2 separate regions of the Arachis hypogaea genome follow, and region 1 is linked to region 2. The links are chromatin contacts, called in public Hi-C maps. All regions are on one chromosome and are shown on one strand. The core of a region is the stretch at or near the end of the contact, and the rest is flanking DNA. Distances in the headings are between cores, read along the strand shown.

The links. A called contact is a pair of places that touch in the nucleus more often than the background predicts.
Region 1: a contact with region 2 is called in a Hi-C map of leaf, with 2.6 times the contacts expected there. The contact joins the promoter of LOC112722437 here to the promoter of LOC112722434 in region 2. A contact is called at or near these places in 2 of 8 Hi-C or Micro-C datasets (both in leaf).

What each region holds. Positions count from the first base shown.
Region 1 is chr11:118,680,929-118,687,892 of arahy.Tifrunner.gnm2.J5K5, reverse strand. It overlaps LOC112722437, which reads left to right and starts at 2,860. Exons shown (of 15, transcript XM_072207110.1): 1 at 2,860-5,998; 2 at 6,092-6,220; 3 at 6,297-6,482; 4 at 6,565-6,611; 5 at 6,727-6,964. The coding sequence starts at 3,293.
Region 2 is chr11:118,357,873-118,363,962 of arahy.Tifrunner.gnm2.J5K5, reverse strand. LOC112722434 (HIPL1 protein) reads left to right here and starts at 1,263. Exons shown (of 7, transcript XM_025773446.3): 1 at 1,263-1,945; 2 at 2,028-2,185; 3 at 2,691-3,506; 4 at 3,739-3,955; 5 at 4,240-4,418; 6 at 5,077-5,318; 7 at 5,978-6,090. The coding sequence starts at 1,852.

The DNA.
Region 1 (6,964 bases), core at 1,611-4,110, 320 kb before region 2:
ATAAAAAAAAATAACAAGACAAATAGATATCTAAATATTTATGTTAAATTTATAAATTCTTAAGAAATCAAAAATATAAAGTAAAATTTTAAAAAAAATTATAATAAAATCTTAGGTCTCTGCACAAAAATTATCAAATAAATTTCTAAAAATTAAAATATTAGATTTATAGGTTATGAAAAATTAGAATATTGGATATGATTTATCGTTCAACGAAGAATATATAAATCTACTCTTGTAATTTTTAAAAATTTTATTTCATACTTTTTAATTTTAGAAACCTAAAATATATTGCAAAACTTTTTAAAAGAGTTATTTGATAAAAATTTTTTAAGAACGTACAAATCTATTATAAATTTTTTCGGAAGCTTATCTTATTATTTTGTATAGTGACGCACCTACTAAATTTTATATAATAGTGTAATTAAAGAAGGTTTAATTATTCTATAGTTTTTATAATTTCATTAAATTTATAATTAAATTTTTATATTTTTTCATTCAATTAAGTTTTTATATTATTTTTAATTTTATAATTAAATTTTTATTAATATAAAAAATATTAGAGTTAATATATTATTTTTTTATAAACTAAAAGTATCTATAATTAAAAATTTAATTAAATTTTATTTTTAATTATATATTTTTTGAAATAAATATTTTATTAATTTTAATATTTTTAATATAAAAAAATTAATTATAAAATTAAAAATAATATAAAAATTTAATTATAAATTTAATAAATTATAAATACTAATAGAATAATTAGAGTAAAGTATCGTTTTTGTCCTCAACATTTAGGGTAAGTCTTATTTGTATCCCTAACGTTTAAATCGTTCTATTTGTATCCTTAACGTTTATAAAAGTGATTCAATGTTATCCTACTATTAATTATACTAACAAATCAGATTATATTTTTCAATTATTCTTATTTGGATGTATTCATTCTCAATTAGGTCTCACTTGGATGTATTCGAATTTAATATTATACTCACTATTTGTGTTTAGATTCAATTATGTCCCTAGAAAAGTGAATTATGTAAATGTTGTAGGAATTATTTTCAACATTTGTTGAGCTATTTTTTGGAGTAGATCATCGATTCTATCCCAAACATTTGTATTCTAACTTCAAGAAAAGATTTTTAAAACTCAAACTAAATCGCTCATGATGTGTAATCAACAACAAGATAACATTGAATCACTTTTACAAACGTTAGGGATACAAATAGGACGATTTAAACATTAAGGACACAAATAGAATTTACCCAAAACGTTGGAGACAAAAACAATACTTTATTCGAATAATTAAATTTGAGGTGATTTGGCGAATAACTTAAACAAGGTATGGAATTTTGAAGTATTCTAAAACTCAGAAGAGCTTGATCATTTTATTCACTGATTAAAGTTATTCGGATTTTATAATCATTATTAAATCAAATTAAAAATAATATAAATTATAATATATAACTCATTTTGATAATTTGAAAAACAAGTAATAATTGATTAACAGATAATATAAATGATTTTACTTTTATGCTATATAAAATTTTATCGCCGTCACCCATCCCCTTAATAATGAATTAATGATATTTAGTATTTATTTACTTTTAAGAGGAGCAATTTACATAAATAAAATAATTAGAAAATATTATTATCCAATTTAACAGGCTTATGGCAAATGGCATATTCTTTGATATTCCCTGATAGAGATATTTGACCCGAATAGCAATAGTTAGAAATTGATAATAGCTAATAATAATTAATAAATTAATAAATGATAGATAAAATAAAGAAAAGACTGAGGACCGTTTGAATAGATTTATAAGTGACTTTTTTTTTTTTACTTTTAATTTATGGAAATGTGAAGTATTAATATTTGGTATAATTTTTAAAGTAAAATTGTAACTTTCTAAAAAATTATTTTAGTGTTTAAGGAGAAGTTAAAAAAATGACTTCTCTCATAATAAAAAGTTTTTTATCATTTTTCTCTTAAAATAAGTATTTTTAGAACTAAAAAACCAAACACAAAATAACTTATTTATAAACTACTTTTAACATAAGTATTTATTATTTAAGCTATTTCTTCAAAAATAACTTGATTAAGTTGTTTATTCAAATTAGGCCTAAGAAAGTACCCGTCTTTAGCTAAGGACTCGTTTGAATAGGTTCATAAATGATTTTTTTAACTTTTAACTTATGAAAAGGTGTATTATTAATGTCTAGTACAATTTTTAAAATAAAATGACTTCTCTCGTAATAAAAAGTTTTTTATCACTTTTCTCTTAAAATAAGTACTTTTAAAACTAAAAAACCAAATACAAAATAATTTATTTATAAACTACTTTTAATATAAATATTTATTATTTAAACTATTTTTTCAAAAATAACTTAATTAAGTTGTTTATCTAAACTGAATTTTTAGCATTAGTTCAAAATTTAGGGCCTCGGTCATGTCGAAGGGGCTCTTGACTCTTGAGCCAGGCCCGTTCCCTTATAATAATAAAAAAAAGATGGTACCGCGGTACACAAAGATCAAAAGGAAATGGCGATTAAACTTGATTACGCCACTTTTAAAAAGGAAAATTGAATTTGCAGCCGAGGTTTTGGATCAACAGCAGCATCACTTGCCTCACTGAAAATTGTATCCAAGTTTGGATTCTCAATGAGAAATATAAAATTCATGTTAATAGTAAAAGTATGTGTGTAAAATGTAAATAGATATATTGTGTAATATATAAGGCAAAAAAATTTAATTTAAAAATATATAAATACATTTATTTTACATTTTCATTTTTAATATTTTTTGTTTTTTAAATTTTATAAAAAAATAAAAAAAATAAAAACAATATTCTATTATTTATTTTTACCTCTTATTTTTATTTTTTACTTCACAAAAATTAAAAATATAAAATATTAAAAATAAAAATTAAAAATAAAAACACAAATCAACCACGCTCTAAAATTTTTTAATGAATGCTTTCAGCCATAATATAATTTCTCCTCACACACACACTCGCTGAGCTTCCCTCACCCATCTTCTTTGGGTAGCTGTTCTTTTCTCCTCTCTCTGTGACCGAAGTGCCTCTCTCTAATTTGATTTCCCTTTATCATTATGTTTTCCCATTATCACACTTTGCTTTAACCTAACCTTCTAGATTCTTCTTCTAAATCATTCTGTAACTGTCGCCGGCAACCGCTTCTTTCTCCTATTTCTTCACATCTCTATATATATTTATTTATATTCTGCACACTTTCTCTCTCTAGAAACACAGACCCTAAGTCCTTAACTTAATTAATGGGACACAAGAAGCGAAATTCGGCTCCGCGGTCCAAACATTCGCCGGCGACTTCTCCGGCGGCGCAATTCGCCGTCGTCGGCGACGGTACCGCATCGCCGGAGAAACAAGACTCAGGCAATGTTCCCGATCACAACAGCAAAACCAATAACGGCGTTCAGAACCCTAACGGGATCGAGTTTCCTCCTCCGCCACCGCCGCCGCCTCCTCCGCCTCAATCCGATGGTCCTTCCTCCGATTACACCGCGATCAAGCTCGAGTGTGAGCGTGCCCTAACGGCGTTCCGGCGCGGGAACCACAACAGAGCACTGAAGCTCATGAAGGAGCTATGCGGGAAGCAAGAGAACGCTGCTCACTCCGCATTCGCGCACCGCGTCCAGGGATTCGTCGCCTTTAAGGTCGCCGGAATCTTGAACGACCCTACCGCGAAGCAACGGCACGTGAAGAACGCCGTCGATTCGGCTCGCAAGGCCGTCGAGCTGTGCCCTAATTCGGTCGAGTACGCGCACTTCTACGCCAATTTGATGCTCGAGGTCGCGAACGACGGGAAGGATTATGAGGAGGTAGTACAGGAGTGCGAGAGGGCGCTGGCGATAGAGAACCCTAGCGATCCAGGGAAGGAGAGCTTCCAGGATGAGAGTGATCAGAAGTTGTCGACTCCCGAGGCACGTGTTTCGCATGTGCAAAACGAGCTGCGGCAGCTGATTCAGAAGTCGAACATCGCTTCGCTGTCGAGCTGGGTGAAGAATCTGAGCAACGGCGAGGAGAGATTTCGGCTGATTCCGATTCGGAGGCCGACGGAGGACCCTATGGAGCTGAGACTGGTTCAGACTCGAAGGCCTAACGAGATCAAGAAAGTGACGAAGACGCCGGAAGAGAGGAGGAAGGAGATTGAAGTGAGAGTCGCCGCTGCGAGGCTGTTGCAGCAGAAGTCTGAGTCGCCCCAATCTCCGAACGAAGTAGATAAGGATGAGAGGGGGTTGGATTCATCCTCAGCGGCTGGTCAGAGTAGGAGGAGGCATGGGAATTCGAAGAAGAATGGGTCTACTGCGGAGAGGAGGAAATGGGTGCAATCTTACTGGAGTTCGATGAGTGTGGAAATGAAGAAGGACATGCTTAGGGTTAGGGTTTCTGATCTTAGGTCACACTTTGGGTCTTCGAAGGATACTTTGCCTATTGATCTTTTGGCGGAGGCTGTGTCGTATGCTGAGGCCAATAAGACATGGAAATTCTGGGTTTGCTGCCATTGTGATGAGAAATTTAACGATGACGAGTCTCACAGCCAACATCTTGCGCAGGCGCACATGGGTATGCTCTCGCCGAATTTGCAGGGGCATCTGCCCCATAATGTTGACAGTGAGTGGATTGATATGATTCATAATTGTTCTTGGAAGCCGCTGGATGTTTCTGCTGCAGTTAAAATGCTTGAGAGTAGAATGAAATTCAAAGGTTCATCATTAGTTGAGGATTCGTACTTCGATCATCATACACAGGACTACTATGACTGTATTAACGATGCAACTGATCCTTACCATGAGAAAGAAGGTTTGGAATACAGTCTTCATAACTGTACAACAGAAAGCAATAACTATTGTAAAGCTGTTGCAAGTAATGTGAGAGAAGGCGTTGAAAACCAATTATCTATGTCACATCCTTTCGCTGACAGTTGGCCAGTATCTGATGATTCTGAGCGCGCAAAACTTCTGGAGAAAATTCATGCAGTATTTGAGATGCTTATTAAGCATAAATATCTTGCTGCTAGTCACCTTAGCAAGGTTATACAATTTACTATGGGTGAGATTCAGGGTCTTGCTGCTGGTTCTCAATTTCTAAATCATGGTGTCGATCAAACGCCAATGTGCATATGCTTTCTGGGGGCTTCACAGCTTAAGAAAATTCTCCAATTTCTTCAAGAGCTATCTCATGCATGCGGATTGGGTAGATATGGTGATAAAGGTAATGGTCTCATGAATGAGTTTCATGATATCAATCAAGGTCCTGAGATCAAAGAGAATATTGTTCTCAATGGAGATGCATCATGCCTCCTTCTGGATGAGTGTTTACTGGTGACACAAGTCACATTTGATGCTGCTCAGGGGACTGTATTGGATAATATGACTGCCCAAAGTTCTCATGATGGTATTTCAAGCGATAATGATGATTTTCTATCCTGGATATATTCAGGTTCAGCTATAGGGGATCAATTGACATCATGGATGCGAACCAAAGAAGATAATAAACACCAAGGAACAGAAATTATCAAGATGCTTGATAAGGAGTTTTATCAACTACAGACCCTATGTGAGAAGAAGTCTGACCGAATGAGTTATGAAGAAGCACTGCAGACAGTAGAGGATCTTTGTCTTGAAGAGGGAAAGAAGAGGGAAATTGTTGGTGACTTTGTCCAGCAAAGCTATGAGTCTGTCTTAAGAAAACGAAGAGAAGAGCTCATTGAAAGTGAGAATGATGTGATGAATGTCGGCAATAGGTTTGAGTTGGATGCCATATCAAATGTTTTGCAAGAAGCAGAATCAATGAATGTTAATCAATTTGGATATGAAGAAACTTATGCTGGTGTAACTGCTCAGTTATGTGACTTGGAATCTGGTGAAGAAGAAGAATGGAGAATGAAAGACTACTTGCATCAAATGGATGGTTGTATAGAAATTGCTATTCAGAAACTGAAAGAGCACTTGTCTATAGAGGTCAGCTTGTTGATTCTTATAACATGTCCACTAAAATGACAGCAAGTATGGACTTTTACCCTGATGTTCTAACTCATTTAGTTTCCTTTGCAGCTTAGCAAAATTGATGCTCGAATCATTAGAAATATTGCTGAGATGCAACAATTGGAACTCAAGCTTGGGCCTCTTTCCGCTTATGATTATCGGGCTATATTATTGCCTCTAGTGAAGTCATACCTAAGGGTTGGTATTTAAAATACTGTGTGTGATGTTTCCTCGTTTTTCATTTAATCATATGTTCCTTTGCTTGATCTTTTAGGCACGTTTAGAAGAATTTGCTGAGAAGGATGCAGTAGAGAAGTCTGATGCTGCGAGGGAAGCATTCTTGGCTGAACTTGCACGTGATGCTAAGAAGGCTAAAGGGGGAAGTGAGAACACAAGAAATGTGGATAAGACCAAAGATAAGAAGAAGACTAAAGATCACAGAAAAACAAAAGATCTGAAGGTCCTTATCATGCATGGTGAAATTGCTCGGATATTGTGCAATGTTCTATGAAAACTGATAAAAAAATATCTATTTCTTGCAGGCTTCAAGTGGTCATGAGGAGCTATCGCTGCAAGCTAGCAGTCCTGAGTGAGTATATGTTTCTAAACCTTATTTTCACCAGTTATTTACAATAACAGAAATTATAACTTGAATTTGAGACAATGTAACACTTAATGATGTTTTTGTTGTGCTTTGGCTGCAGTTCCAATACTGTTGCACCTGATAGTTACTTTCAAGATCCTGAGCTTGTTTCCATGAATGATAATTACTTGGAACAACAGGAAGAGGAATATAGACGGAAAATAGAGCTAGAAGAGGAGGAAAAAAAGCTTGAGGAAACTTTAGAATTTCAGCGTAGGATAGAAAATGAAGCCAAACAAAAACACCTTGCTGAATTACAAAAGAAATCATCCGGGATATGTTTAGAGGAAGTGGCGGAC
Region 2 (6,090 bases), core at 14-2,513:
TGTAAATCATCATTCATAGGTGACTTAGTTTGCATTGCATGCAAGTTTCAAAGTATTACCTTCATAAGCATTTGCACAAATATTCTCAATTATTTATATGAAAATTTTTATGTTAAGTAAAAAATTTTCACAAACTCATTATGTTCTTCATTATTAAAGAATGATCATAGAATATGGTACTTGCAATTAAATTAATATTTTACATGATTAAAAATAAAGATGAGTTTATTTAATTATTTTAAATTAATCTTTTGAAAAACTTTAAAATTAATTTATAATTTAGGATTTGAAAATGTATAATTTTTTTTGTATATATGAATAATCAAATTAGAGATAAATAGATAAAAAATTTTAGAAATTAAAATTTATCAATTAAAAAATAATTATACATAAATAATTCAAAGGGAGTATTTTAGATTTTAAAATTTTTTTTAGGGACTATTTTAAGATTTTTTTAATTTTTTGGAGACTATTTCGAAATTTTTTAAACTTTATGAAACTGTTTTATACTTCATTCTCAGGACTGATTTGTCTAGATTGCACACATGGACACTTAACGGCCACGTGTGCGAATAAACATTTTATGATCAGTAATCACCGCTAATAACAAATAGAGAAAAATTGTATTATCTAACAAAAATAAATGTTGGAGATTATTTTGTCTATTTTAAAATTTGAAAGACTAAAATGTCCAAATTTTAAAAATCTCATAAACTGATTTGGGTCATTACTTTTAATTTTATTTAATTACATATTTAATTTAAAATAATTTTACATGTACATTTAATTACGTAATGTTACATTAATAGTATAAATCGTCGATAAATAAAACGAATGTAATTGAACGATCAAAATTATTTTTTTATTTATCATGATTCGAACATTTATAAGAAATAAAATTAAATCGACATTTATAAAAAATTAAATTAGTTTGGTAAAATTCAAATGGTACAATAAAACTATCCAACAAATTACCTAGCAAAATGTACAACATGCTTTTCTATTGGGTTATCGGTTTATCCTTAATTGAGTTAATAAATGATCTCTTTTTTAGTGTCTACAAGTAAAATAATATCAAATAAATATAAAAAATTAACTTTTAATTAGTTAATACTAGTAAATTTTTTATTATAAAATTATTTTTACCCCTAATTTTAAAAGATTTAGAATTTAAAATAAAAATAATTTAAAAATTAATTGATATTGACCAAAAGAAGTTGACTGCTAATTAAGCTTAAATATATATATATATACCCCACAATGAACCAAGCAACAACCAAGATGGACAAGCACCCCCAAATTGTTTTCTAGATGCTGGCTTTATTTTCATTGAGGCAGATAAAAAAGTCAACTGCTGCCCATAGACATCTCCAACTTGATGCCTTTATCATCATCATCTTCAACTGCCATGATTATATATTTGATGATTTTATTTATGATGAATATGAATTATGAAGCCATAGCCTACAAGCCTAAAATAAATGAACGCAACAACTACTCTGAAAATTGAGGCGAGTGTTTTTTGACCGTCTTTTTTCAAGTAGCTTTCATGTGACTGTGAAAGTTGATGCTTGAACAAAACAAAAAAAGAAGAGACAAAGTGACTGATTTAGAAGAAGATTTCAAAGTCCAAAGAAAGAGACAGACACACAGAGAGCAGAAGGAAGAAAATTCAACACTTTCAGAAAGCTGTTTTATTTTTATTTTTATTTTTGGGTAGAATAATGTTTTCAACCCTACCACTCCTACTACTACTAATGCTCCTTAGAGTTAAACAATGTTAAAGTTGAATTAGATTTGATATTCTTCGATCTTGTAGTTTTAGCTTTCAGTTTCAACTGGTTTGGTATCATGAAGGGTGTTCTAATTTCCATCAACTTTATCTTTTGTTGCTTCTTACTGTTTTTGGATTCATCAACTTCACTTCCTTTATGCGTTGACTCAAGTATGTTCGTCCTTCCTTCTTTTGCCATTTTTTCGTATGCATATGCTTTTGTTTTTCTTAATATTGTTTTTGTTTGGTGTAGGTGCACCTTTCATCCTCAATAGCACACTTGAATTTTGTCCTTACAATGGAAGCACTTGCTGCAACTCCACAGAAGATACACAAATTCAGAAACAATTCCAGCTTATGAACATCTCTGATACTACCTGTGCCTCAGCTCTGAAATCGATACTTTGTGCGGTAAGGTTCTGTTCTTCCCAACACCAACAATTGTGCGGTAAAGTTGAGGTGTCTATGAAAAAGGAACCAGAGAAGTGAAGAAGTAACAAAATCTTTTCCCCTTAGTTAATGGGTTACACTTGGTTGAGTTATGCCATTAAGATTTAAGATAATAATGTTATCTCTTTATGAATCTTGAAAATTTGATTGCTTGAAAAATCTGCATATTGCAAGTAATTTGTTGACTAACCAGTAATAGTGACCAATTTTATTCCATACTTTATGCCATAAAATAATTAAATATTTATCTAGTCACATACTCACATGTTCATATTTGAAAGTTTTGAGTCTCAAGCCTCGCTCAATTCCTCAACATAGATGAAGCATAGTTTTCAAAAGTCTAGGAACAAACTATTTCTTTGTGGATTATTTGCATAATTTTCAATGTTAGAAGTTCTTTGTCCTGTAAACTCATAACTTGTCTCTATGCAGTTCCTTTCATTGTAACTTAATTTATTTTTTTTAGAGGTGTGATCCGTATTCGGCCGAGCTGTTTACAGTTCAATCGACGCCCCGATCAGTTCCCTTGCTCTGCAATTCCACCATTGCATCCAATTCCTCCCAGTCAAAGGCAGTAGCAGTGGAAGACTTCTGCTCTCAAGTATGGGAATCATGTCAATCTGTGTCAATAAAGAACTCGCCATTTTCGCCTTCATTACAAGGCCAAGCAGGGAGAACACCATCTAAAAGCAATCCAAGTAAACTCACAGATCAATGGCAGTCGAAAACAGATTTTTGTACTGCATTTGGTGGATCCTCCACTAGTGAATCTGTATGCTTTGAAGGAGAACCTGTTGCATTAAAGAACACTGACTCAGAAGCTCCTATTAGTCCTCCACATGGCTTGTGCCTTGAAAAAATTGGCAATGGATCCTATCTCAACATGGTTGCTCATCCAGATGGCACGAACCGTGCATTCTTCTCGAATCAGAAGGGACAAGTTTGGTTAGCAACTATTCCTGCTGATGGATCAGGAGGAAAATTGCAGCTTGATGAGTCAAGTCCCTTTGTTGATCTAACTGATATGGTTTATAGTGATGCTAAACTTGGAATGATGGGAATGGCATTCCATCCGAAATTCGCAGAAAATGGCCGGTTCTTCGCCTCATTCACCTGTGACAAAGATAAGTGGTCTGGTTGTAATGGAATATGTTCTTGTAACTCAAATGTTAATTGTGATCCTTCAAAGATAGGCACAGGTAGTAGTGGTGCACAACCCTGCCAATACCAAGCTGTTGTTGCTGAATATACTGCTAATGGTACCGCGTCTCAGCCTTCATCGGTACTGATCTCTACACACACAAAAGTAGTTTCTATAATGAGTTTAATTTGAGAAATTCTTAGGTGTTTATGCAGCGTGTTATGTAATGTGCCGATAATTAATAAGAAAATGTCAAAACAGATAAGAGTTTTAGTGGTCATTTCCTCCATGAGCTTCCAAGAATTATTCATTTAATGCAATGTCATGATTAATAGGACTAAATTAAAGTATTAAGATGTTATTGAATTTTCAGGCTGTAAGTGCTAAACCAACAGAGGTGAGAAGGATATTTACCATGGGGTTGCCTTCTAATACTGAGAATGGAGGTCAGATTCTCTTTGGACCTAATGATGGGTACTTGTACTTCATGATGGGAGATGGTTCAGGCACTGGTGATCCATACAACTTTGCTCAAAACAAGAAATCATTGCTTGGGAAGATTATGAGGCTTGATATAGACAACATCCCAAGTGAGAGTTAACTCCATTGATATCCTAATGTAATGGATTGGTTTGTAAGGAAACTTGTAGCAGAACTAAGTAATCCGTCCCTAGTTAACCATATACAGGTGTTAAATTATATGTCTTGATATTGTAAAAAGTTTTATACAGACATTTCAATCTTGTATTGTCATGATTGTTGTTAGCTAAAGTGTTCAACTTGAGCACTCGCTACTCAAGTCATACAATCTCAGTGCATAAAAAATTATAGTTTTTTTCCCCACTCTTGATAAGCATCTATTGTTATCTTTCAGGTGCAGCCGAAATTAGCAAACAAGGTCTTTGGGGTAGCTATTCCATTCCTAAGGACAATCCATTCAGCCAAGACAATGGTTCACAGGCTGAAATATGGGCCTTGGGATTAAAAACTCCATGGCGATGCAGTTTTGATTCAGAAAGACCTTCCTACTTTTTCTGTGGAGATGCTGGACAGGTATATGAATTCTTCACCTTAGAAGGATGTTAGGGACTTGGGTATTATGGGGTGCTCCAAGTCTCAAATCCGGTAATATGGAATGCTTGATATTGTATTTAAGGAGAGGGATTCTTTTTCCCTAATAGCTAGCTTTTAAAGGGTGGTTTTCTACTTCCCTTAGATACTTAATAGTGGTATCCAAGCCTTGGTTGTCAGCCATGGAAAGGGCTACTTATAAGCAGGACTAAGGTGAATGTCATAACTGGTAGTGAAGTGGCTATCGCTGGGTCAGTGTTGATAAAGGGAAGTCATTGTGGACGTCGGCTTTACAGGGACGGTGTATTGTTAGGAACTTGGGTATTATAGGGTGCCCAAAGTCTCACTTCGGGTATTATGGAATACATGATGTTGTTTTTAAGGAGAGTAGTTCTTTTCTCTCACAACTAATTTTTAAAGTGTGGTTTTTCTCTTTCTTTAGTCAAGTTTACATGTCTAGTTTATATTTATTAAATTCCATACAGAATTTCTACGTATTATTGATGCGTGCACCAAGAAAAAGAGCATTCAAGAAAGCACAAGTCTATTGTCTTGATGACTCTGTACTTGTATAAAAATTGAAAGATAATCACAATAACAACCTGAGGAATGTTGTGAATTACATCAGTGATATTTGCAGGATCTTTATGAGGAAGTGGATCTCATCACAAAAGGTGGAAACTATGGCTGGCGTGTTTATGAGGGTCCCTATCCATTCACCCCTAATGAATCACCTGGAGGCAATACCTCCAAAGACTCCATAAATCCAATTATGCCAATACTTGGATACAACCATTCGGAGGTTAACAAGAATGAAGGGTCAGCATGCATCATTGGGGGTTATATGTATCGATCTAACACTGATCCTTGCATGTATGGAAGGTATTCACAAGCTTCTCATTATTTGCATTGATGCCCTTCAACTGATAACAATTACACATAATTTAGCATGATTGAGTGTTAGGTATATAATTGCCTTTCTAGTAATATCGAGTTAAAAAAAATTGTACACGCTTGTCTACCCTTATTCTTGTTCTCGATCTAATTTGGGAACTTCTAATTCGTCAATCATCATTCGAGATGGAATCAGAATGTTTATGATAGTCTAAATTGGAGACCCAAATATTATACATTCTCTCTATCGAATAAGAAATAAATAATTTAACTATTAACTTCCAATATAATTGATCAGATGATAGTTATTTATTAATTAATAATATCATCCAAATTAATTTTTATATTAACAAATTAGACCACATTTAGAATATAAATTTGTAACCCTAAAATTTGAAATAGAGAAAATACTCAGTGTAGTCTCTGAAGTTTCAATTGCTTCAATTTAATCTCTAAACTTTTCAATTGACTCTGTGAAGGAAACCATCGCAGGGATTAACGTGATTAAAATTTGAAAAGTTTAGGGACTAAATTAAGACAATTGAAACTTCAAGAACTAAATTGAGGCTCGAGTATTTTCTGGATTGGAATAATGTCGGTCTTTGTAATATTATCTGCGCAGTTTCTCACTAAAATCTGAATTTCAGGTACCTGTATGCTGATCTATATTCAGTTGCAGTGTGGGAAGCAACAGAAGATCCTGTAAACAGTGGAAACTTCAGCAAAAGCAGAATCCCCTTCAGCTGTTCACATGATTCTC